Regions from separate parts of the Mus musculus genome. Here region 1 is linked to region 2. The links are chromatin contacts, called in public Hi-C maps. All regions are on one chromosome and are shown on one strand. The core of a region is the stretch at or near the end of the contact, and the rest is flanking DNA. Distances in the headings are between cores, read along the strand shown.

Region 1 (4,325 bases), core at 191-2,690, 110 kb before region 2:
CCACCCAGACGTGTTCCCCAATCCATGTTAGCTTGCCTCACAGAGGGAGGCTGGCCCATCCAGCCTCCAGTTTTGAATGAGTCTTTCGCCAATTGGCTCCGCACCCCCAGACTTGGGGTGTGGTCTGTCAGGGCTTTTGCTCACGAAGCCCAGAGCTCGTGCTCCTTGTGAAAGACCAGCAGTCCCTCCTCGTCCTCGTGATGGGCCTGAGACCAGCAGTGTGTCGTGTCTTCCCCGCCCCCGCCCCAGCCTCACAATGCAATGCGCAGTGTCAGGCCTGAGACTGAGACCAGCAGTCCCATCCCACCCCACCTTCCCATCCCCCACAGCCAGCTTCGTGATGAGCACTGTCAGGCCTGCCCGTACCCAGCAAGGATCAGATTCAGAAGCTAATGGCCCCCTTCTGGTTCCCTAACCTACTTCTGGTTCTTCCGCCCACACTTCCCCTCTGGAAGTTTCATTTGCCGCATGGCCACCTTTGACTCTTCCCTTATGTCCCTCGTTCAGCCTCTGCACGAGCCTGGGATTCCCAGGCTCACTGGGATACTGGAGGTCTGGGGTCAAACTGGAAGGAAATTCACAACAAGGAACCTGAGAGTTGTGCTGAAGAAGAGGCACTGGGGGGGGGGGGGGGGCGGTGCTGAGAGCCACCATCCTCAAACTGGCTACAGCCTGGGAACCTTGGGAAACTGAGTCCTACCCTGAAGCCAGGAGCAAAAGGCCAGAGCCCCCTGGGAATGAGTTCCAAACCCCACAAACTGAGCAAGAGAAAAGAGAGTTGGGCTGGGGTGGGGAGCCTGGGCCCCAGCCAGCTCCTCCTACTCAGACTGGGTGACTATAGGCCAGCACGCTCTCTCTTTGACTCTGATGCAACTCTACAGGGAGAAGCTAGACCCTGTGTCCAGCCAAGTACACATAGACCTGAAACTGCCTCTGGTGACCGGTCCCAGGTGGGTTCCTTCCCTGCCCCAAACAGCAGTTTCTTCATGGTGGGGAACTCGGCTTTCTCTCATGCGGTAAAGCTCTGAGTGGCTCTGGTCTGAAAACTGCTCATCTGGCTGTGGGGGAGGTAGTCAGAGCTTTCCTGTGGGGACGGGTCTCACAGATCCTCAGTAAAATGATGCAATGGCCTCAGCAACGTGGCTGGATGTGGGGCTCCCCTTTGGCAGATCCCCCTGACTGTGAGCTCCCAGCTGAGATGTGCCTCTGGGTTTCTATTCAAGGAACCTCTCCACCTTCCTCTCTGAGGTCCACTACCCGGACATGTGAACAGGTAGAAGATTCTAATAGCTCAGGGACCCCACAGGCCAAAGATTAGATGCACTCACCCGCTGCTTCTTTTCAAATCAGGAAATGGAGCCCACTAGCTTAGAGGGTGACCAGGTTCCCAACGCAGACAGGTTCCGGAGGTGGAAGGCAGGGCTTCTGTTCACTTCCTCTGCCACCCCGGTGGCTGCAGACAGCTTCCTCCTCTAAGTTGCTGATGAGCGAGGTACCCTAAATCCACTGAAAGACTGCCAGAACCCCTGCCCCTAGTCTTCCAAGACTCCATGGCATCACGGGGTCTCTCATACTTCCCTCCCTGCCCCCGCCTCTCCATCAATCCAGACAATCACTGTCTGAAACATAACAGCAAGGATAGGACCCCAACAGCAAACTGTGTTCTCCACTGCCTTTTTCTCATGGTGCCCAGCCTGCACCTCTGCCTCCCTCTGAGCGGCCCTCCAACCAAGCTTGCTTGCTCCAACCAAGCTTGCTTGCTTTCTCACTTGCTGATGGACTAACTTCAAGACAGTCTCATGTAGCTCAGACTGACCTCAAAGTCACCAAGCTGAGGTGGTCCTTCAACTCCTGATTCTCCTGCCTCCATCTCTTACATATCTGAGTTACAGGCAGGAGCCACTACACCCAGCCAAAGGCTCCTAAATAAAGCCAGTCTCCAGGTCTCAGCCCGAGTCTCTGCACCCACAAGCTACTTTCCCCAGCTTCCCCAGCCCTCCCATCCTCTCCCTATAAACCGCACAACACCTGCCTGTTCTCTGCCAGTGCCTCAGGCTTTTACTTTGATGTCACAATGCCTGTCCCCATGTCTTGTAAGCTCTGCTCAACTCTTCACATGGCTCACAACTCCTTCTTGGCATGAGCTTTGGTACCTCCTCCTATAGGAAGTCTTCCACAACATCCTTTTCTTTTACAATGGTCTTGGGCTTGCAGCCATGCTAAAACTATCCTTTTTTTTCCTTTTCTTCGAGACAGGGTTTCTCTGTGTAGCCCTGGCTGTCCTGGAACTCACTTTGTAGACCAGGCTAGCCTCGAACTCAGAAATCTGCCTGCCTCTGCCTCCCGAGTGCTGGGATTAAAGGCGTGCGCCATCACACCCGGTGTGCAGCCATGCTAGATCAGCTGATGACATGGGCTGGTGCCTGATAGCTGTCTCACCATCAAACCAGGAGCTCTACAGGTTGGAACCCATCTTTCCCACTCACTACTAAAAGTCAGTGCCTACAATAGCACCAGGCACAAAATGGGATCAATGAGCATATTTTGATGGCTGTTATTGCTTAAAGGACTGTGTTGGTCCTATGACAAAATGCCTGATGGAGGCTGGAAATAGAGCTCAATTGATAGAGTGTCTGTCTAGCATGCAGGAAGCCCCGAGTTCAATCCCCGGCACCTCATAAACTAGGCATGGGAGAGGACATGTGTGATCCAGCTCTCAGAAGCTGGAGGCAGGAGGATCAGAAGTTCAAGGCCGGCCTAGACTTCAAGAGTACATGAGACACTCTCTTTAAAAAAGAAAAAGAAAATCCCCCTGGCATTGGGCAAAGAGACACCTTGTTGTTGGTGCTGTTCTTATATCAGTCAGGGGCAGAGCAGATGGCAGTCCTTAGTGCACCCTAGCTTGATACCTGGCTTGGTGACCACAGCTGTTTTATGCCTAGGACATATAAATCAAATCAAATCAAATCAAATCGAATCAAATCAAACCAAATCCAGGCAGCACAGCATGGGAGAAGGAAGACAGAGACCTGCATTCCACCATTCCACCCCGACATGACTTCTGCCCCACAGCATGGGTGGGCCATAGACACCCAGAGCCTGCCTACCACCGTGGAGCCCAGTGTGTGAGGGAGAAGACAGAGACCTGCAGAACCATGCTGCCCACAGACCAGCTCCAGGGCACATGGCACAAGCAGACTGTAGAGACCATCTTGCTACCATGCCACGAAGTATGGATGGACGATGTCACCCAGGGGCTGGCCATCCACATGGCCAGTCTTCAGCGGGAGCCAACACAATGGAGGGGGCACAGGTGGGCCAGCCCTGAGAGTGAGAGCTCCGGAGAGCTGGCCCTGCCATTCATCTGCCTTGAAGTGGTGGTTGGCATTCCTTCTAGGCTCTGCCCCACAGTTACCTGGCATCAGCTAGGTGTGCCTGAGTCACTATAAAAGGTAAACCCTCCTTCCTCCCTCTCTTCTCTTACCGTCTTTCCCCTCTGTCCCCATTCCATTCCCTTCCCCCTCTCCCCCATGTGCTCATGGCCAGTCTCTCTCTCTCTCTCTCTCTCTCTCTCTCTCTCTCTCTCTCTCTCTCTCTCCCTCCCTCTCTCTCTCTCTCTCCCTTTCTTTGTCTCTACTAACCCCTCAACTCCACTCCCCATACCCTGAATAAACTCTATTCTATACGATACCATCATGTGGCTGGTACGTCAGGGGGAAAGGATGCCTCAGCATGGGCCCACAGAGGCACCTCCATCCCCCACACCAAACATAACCCTGGCTTCTTTTTCTCTTTTATAAAACACAACAGTGGTGTGGGTGCAGGGGTGATGTCCTCCTTCCCTTGCCCCTTGGCACCTGCTGCAGTTGGGAGAACTAGCTCTGCACCTCACCTGGGTAACACTGATGAGAGCTGGCCCTGATGGCAAAGATGTGGGTGAGCCAGCCCCCAAAGGTGTGAGAACATAAAAGTTGGTCCAGACCCTCCTAGGAAGTGAGAAGGCAGCCATGGTTAGGGATGTGTGATGCTGGGCGGCACAGTAGCTCTGTCCAGAACTCAGGTCTGATGTCCTGGGTGGTTTCTGAGCCCGCTGACCCTGCAGTCAGCACATTCTAGCATGGAAACTGGAGTGTGTGCCATGGTTTCATGAAGGAAACACAGCACAGATGGGCTCACCAGAAGGGATGACACTATCCAGTTTGGCAGTTGGGGGGCGGGGGTAGGGAGGTGAGGGGGGTGGGGGATGGGAGGGGGGGATGACTCTGAAGCCCAGAAAGCAAGCGACCAATGGCAATCGCTGGAGAAAGGCTGAGCTAGGAAAATGA
Region 2 (4,789 bases), core at 30-2,529:
GAGCAGCTCAGCAGCGGACCGCATGCTCTCATTCTTTAGTTGACTCCATTCTCTCTTTAAGTTCAGACCTATACTGAAGTGGCCATCTCGGAACCACTTGCAACAGAAGCTCCGATGAGCTGCAGAGCTGACAGTGGCCCACACACCTGTCGCCCCCCTGCACGCCCATAGGAATGCAGTAGTTCAGCTCCAGCCGAGCGATGTTGCCAAGTCGGAGGACGACGCCTGCTCCATAGGACCAGCGGATGCACTCAGCTAGCTTCCGGATATGGGCTTTGGGGCCCTCACCTGAAACAGTGAAGGTGGTGAGCAGAGGTGTGGCCCTCCCTGACAGGGCCCCTTACAGCTGGATCTAGCTGGTGGAGACAGGTATGGGGCTGGCATCATGGGCACCCGACTCTTCCACAGCCAGCTGAAGGTTTCGACTCTCTGGGCCTGGCTACCCTGCCCCTTGGCCTAGAAAGGCTCTTCTAGCAGAGCAGCGGGGCCCATGCCACACCTCAGAGAGGGCCCAGGGCTCCCAACTGCTCAGTGCCCTGTGAGCATCCTCTGGACAGAGCTGTGCTGAGCTCTGGGCCCCGGAAGCACTTGAAGCTTGTTTCTAGAGTAAGCCGCAGCCTCCCCTTTACATAACGGCATTGTAAGGGATGGCACCGTTCTGAATCGGAAGGATGCGTGGCCGGGGCTGACTCACCATAGTTGAGGTTGCACAGGTTGCCCGCATTGAGGAAAAAGTGAGTTCTGAAAAGCTCTCCGAAGCCACCCTGGCCTGGCCGGAAGGGCAGTGGGGTGTAGAGGTGCAGGCCCCCAGCCCAGTAGGCCTCGCCGCCCAGGTAATCTCCTAAGGAAGGGAACAGAACCTGCTGACTCAGCCCTTAAGGCTCCTGCTTCCAGTTCTGCTCCACAAACTGCGAGGGCAAGGCCAGCCTCTCTCCTTTACAGGATCCTTCCATGATGCAGCTGAGGAGCCGGGGTACCCCAAAGGAATGAGGCTGCTGCCTGCACTGTCTGCAGGGCCAGGAGGGAAGGAGCGACCTGCTCCTCCTCCTCCAGTGGCCACACTGAGCCTCCGTGACCACCATGGAGATGGTGTCTGAGCCTAGCCTGCTGGGGCTGCCGGAGCCCAGGCTTTCCCCCAAACCCCTGGTTTCAATGGTGAAGACCAGGCCTGGAGAAAAGTTCCTTTGGAGTCAGTCACTGGCTCGAGTGACCCAGGAGAGGAAAAGTGCTGGGGTGACTTTCTTATCTGAGCCCTGCAGCCTGCAGCTACTCAAACTCAGGAAGGAAGTATCTGGCCTCTGCAGGCCCTGAAGCCAGAGCCTCGGTAGTGCTCCTCATCAGGTGCCTCGGCCTTGCTCCTCCGCCCTTTCTGTTGCTACTTTGGTGCTCTTCTGAGCTGCCCCATGTTCCTTGCCCCTGGGGCTCCTGCTGACATGGCAGGAAAGCTTCAGTTCTCTTAATCCTATGTTGGTCGCCAGTGGGGAAGGGATGTAAGAAAATAGAGAAGCAAGGGTTTCTGGGAGACTGTTAAACAGCATAGCATGTGTGAATGTGGGCAGTACTAGAGGGCTGTGAGGCCTTGTGGAACCCAGGGGAAGCCAGCTGAGCTGCCATCAATCTACCAATGTATTCCAAATGCACATAGTTGTCACGTGTCACTTTGGAAATGTGTATGAGAGCTGGAGAGATGAATCCTGCTAAAGCTAGGCTTAAGGCCAAAAAAAAAAAAAAATGTATATGACAGCCAGGCCATGGAGGCCTACACCTTTCATCCCAGCACTCGGGAAGCAGAGGAAGGCTAACTATGAGTTTGAGGCCAGCCTGGTCTACATACTGAGCTCCAGGACAGCCAGAGCTAAAATATAAAACAAAAATAAAACCAAAACCAAACATATACTTGTCAGCATGTATGTCTCTGTGCACCACATGAGTGCAGTGCCTGCCTGCAGAGACCAGAGAAAGGCAATCAGACCCCAGAACTGGAGCTACTGATGGTTGTGAGCTGCCAGGTGGGTGCTAGACACCCGGGTCATCTGGAACAGTCAGTGCTCTTAACCGCTGAGCTGTCTCTCCAGCCCCTCACTTGTCATTTTGCATCTAAAACAAAACAAGACCAAGTTTAATCTATTTCTACCATTAACACTTCCTACCGAGTGCAACTGAGTAGCAAAGCTGCAGCTGCTGCTTTTCATGTTTGTTTTTTTAACTCTTTGAGTGCTGAAGTCTTACTAGGCATGCCTGATTTGAAATCAAAGTGCATGCATGTAAAAGCAAATGTTCCTGGCCCAGAAGAGAACTCCACGGGAGAACAACAGTCGACTAACCCGGACCCATGGGGCTCTCAGAAACTAAACCACCAACCACAGAGCATACAAGGGCAGGACCTAGGCCTCCCCACACACATGTAGCAGATGTGCAGCTTGGTCTTCATGTGGGTCCCGAACAACTGGAGGAAGGGCTATCCCAAGAGCTGTTGCCTGTCTGTGAGATATGTTCTTCTAGCTGGGTTGTCTTGTCTGGCCTCAGTGAGAGAGAATTTGCCTAGCCTCGAAGAGACTTAAAGTGCCAGGGTGGGAGAGATCCGGTGGGGCACTCATCCACTCAGAGGAGATGGGGAGGGGAGATAGGGGAAGGATTGTAAGAGGAGGTGACTGGGGGGGGGGGGCAGCAAGCAGGATGTGAAGTGAGTAAGTAAAAAAAAAAAAGAGCCGGGCGGTGGTGGCGCATGCCTTTAATCCCAGCATTCGAGAGGCAGAGAGGCAGAGGCAGGTGGATTAGGTGGATTTCTGAGTTCGAGGCCAGCCTGATCTACAGAGTGAGTTCCAGGACAGCCAGGGCTACACAGAGAAACCGTGTCTTGAAAAAAAAAAAAAAAAAAAACAACAAAAAAAAGAAGCTTTTATATTATCTTGACAAAAAAATGCAAATACTAAAAAGTGAAGGAAAATATTACTCAACAATAAAATTTGAATTGTACTAAAGAAAAGTAGATGTTTTCAGGATAACTTCTGAACTTGGATTATTGCAATCGTAGATAGAGCTACTGTCTGTTTAAAATAAGCAACAAAACAAATATCAAGAAAAAGTCTTATTCACAGTCACTGAGCTACATTGTTTCTACCTGGTGAGACAAATTATCCAGCAAACCTGCAGATATTTCTGGAGCAAAGAATGCAGAGTCTTCAGAGAAAGGGATACATCTGAGGGCACAGGGCTACTTGGATTGCTGGGTTTTGAGCAAAGGTTGCCCACGAAGTGCAGGAGCTGGCAGAGCTGCTGGAAATGGATCTATCCTTACACACACTGAATGGAAGTGCTACTGCTCGCACTGTTGCAAGCTGCTATTCCCATCACCTCGGACCCTACAAATGACAGCCTACAGAGGAGGAAAGTACCGAATGCCTCCAAGTCTAAGCTCACTGACCTTCACTCTGGGGTCCAATGCTGTGCATGCTAAATCCTCGGACACTCGTGGGGCCTCCCAGGTAAAACCTGCAGCAAAGAGACAGGTGTCATGTCATTAGGTGAAGATCCATAATGCGTAGTGGTGGTGCACGCCTTTAATCCCAGCACTCGGGAGGCAGAGGCAGGCAGATTTCTGAGTTCGAGGCCAGCCTGGTCTGCAGAGTGAGTTCCAGGACAGCCAGGGCTACACAGAGAAACCCTGTCTCAAAAGAAAAAACAAAACAAGAAAACAAAAACAAAAAACCACAACACAGCATATAAGACACAGTTCACTCTCTGTACACAAACACACTCCTAACTGATCAAAAGGAAGCAGATCGGGGTGAGGCAGGCTTATCACCAAGGAGGACTAAGCATCCTACTTTCTTAAACGTGCCTTTATTTTCAATTCTACAAGTACTAACCAAATTCTCTCATGATAACTAAAAGAAAAAAAAGAAAAGAGGAAAATTTTTTTCTTTATTTTTCGAGGCAGGGTTTCTCTGTCAGCCCTTGCTCTGCTTCCCAGGTGCTGGGATTAGAGGCCTGCACTACCATGCCCGCCTGAGGAAAATTTAATATAATAAAGTTTCACAACAAAAGGCAACATAGTGGGGCTGGAGAGATTGATTGCTCACTGGTTAAGAGCACCGATTGCCCTTCCAGAGGTCTTGAGTTCAATTCCCAGCAACCACATGGTGGCTCACAACCATCTGTAATGAGATCTGATGCCCTCTTCTGGTATGTCTGAACACAGCGACATGTACTCACATAAAATAAATAAATCTTAAAAAAAAAAAAGCAATGAAGTATGAGTACTGGATACTTCAAAATCTGATTCCACATGAAAATCCAGAGCGATGTGAATACTGCTCCCCTCTGTAAAAATAAAAACAACCCAAAGTCCCAGAGGAGGTGGGGAGCGTCTGCCGCACTGACCTGTCAGCAATGCTGGATGGCTTGTCACCGATGGGCACCAGCATTCCACCCCAGAGAGACGTGGAGAATACCTGTGCAAAGGCAAACACAGTGTTTCTTTCTGTCTCCATGGGAGCCAACAGGAAACTGGTTCTACTCTGCATGTCTCTGAAGGCTCTTGGCAAGCACAGTAGAGCAATAGCAGGGCCATGGGGACCAGGGGTGGTGAGGTTGAAGAACTCAGTCAGAGGCCACTTTAAATTCAGTCAAAGTCACCCAGAGGTGCAGTAGGAACTTAGCTTGTGATCCTGCCAGGACAGAACCCTCTTGCATGAGAAGTCTGGCCCACAGGACTGATAGAGGAAGACAGTCAGAACCCTGGATATGAGACCCTACATCTGCTCAGACCCCCAAAACATGAGGGGAC

The links. Hi-C and Micro-C count contacts between places; a contact is called where the count stands out from the background.
Region 1: a contact with region 2 is called in a Hi-C map of LSK cells, with 3 times the contacts expected there. The contact joins the promoter of Parvg here to the enhancer-like site in region 2. A contact is called at or near these places in 1 of 39 promoter capture datasets (macrophages), 4 of 484 Hi-C or Micro-C datasets (the HPC-7 cell line, LSK cells, the N1E-115 cell line and 1 more), 1 of 115 datasets of contacts at active chromatin or transcription factors (the HPC-7 cell line) and 3 of 9 other capture datasets (adipose tissue, liver and pancreatic islet).

What each region holds. Positions count from the first base shown.
Region 1 is chr15:84,321,835-84,326,159 of GRCm38.p6, reverse strand. Parvg (parvin, gamma) reads right to left here and starts at 1,440. Exons shown (of 13, transcript NM_022321.4): 1 at 1,329-1,440. It overlaps Gm22890 (a small nucleolar RNA gene), which reads left to right and starts at 2,808; the gene lies at 2,808-2,951.
Region 2 is chr15:84,206,536-84,211,324 of GRCm38.p6, reverse strand. It overlaps Samm50 (SAMM50 sorting and assembly machinery component), which reads right to left. Exons shown (of 15, transcript NM_178614.5): 11 at 4,384-4,454; 12 at 3,425-3,492; 13 at 695-841; 14 at 147-288. Among named protein-coding and RNA genes, the nearest start is that of Gm52212, 8.3 kb to the left of the region's middle. Within about 2 kb of position 1,279, at least 36 of the 459 cell types and tissues checked have an H3K27ac peak or open chromatin away from gene starts, as enhancers often do. A contact at or near this core is called in the HPC-7 cell line and LSK cells, where this site is marked.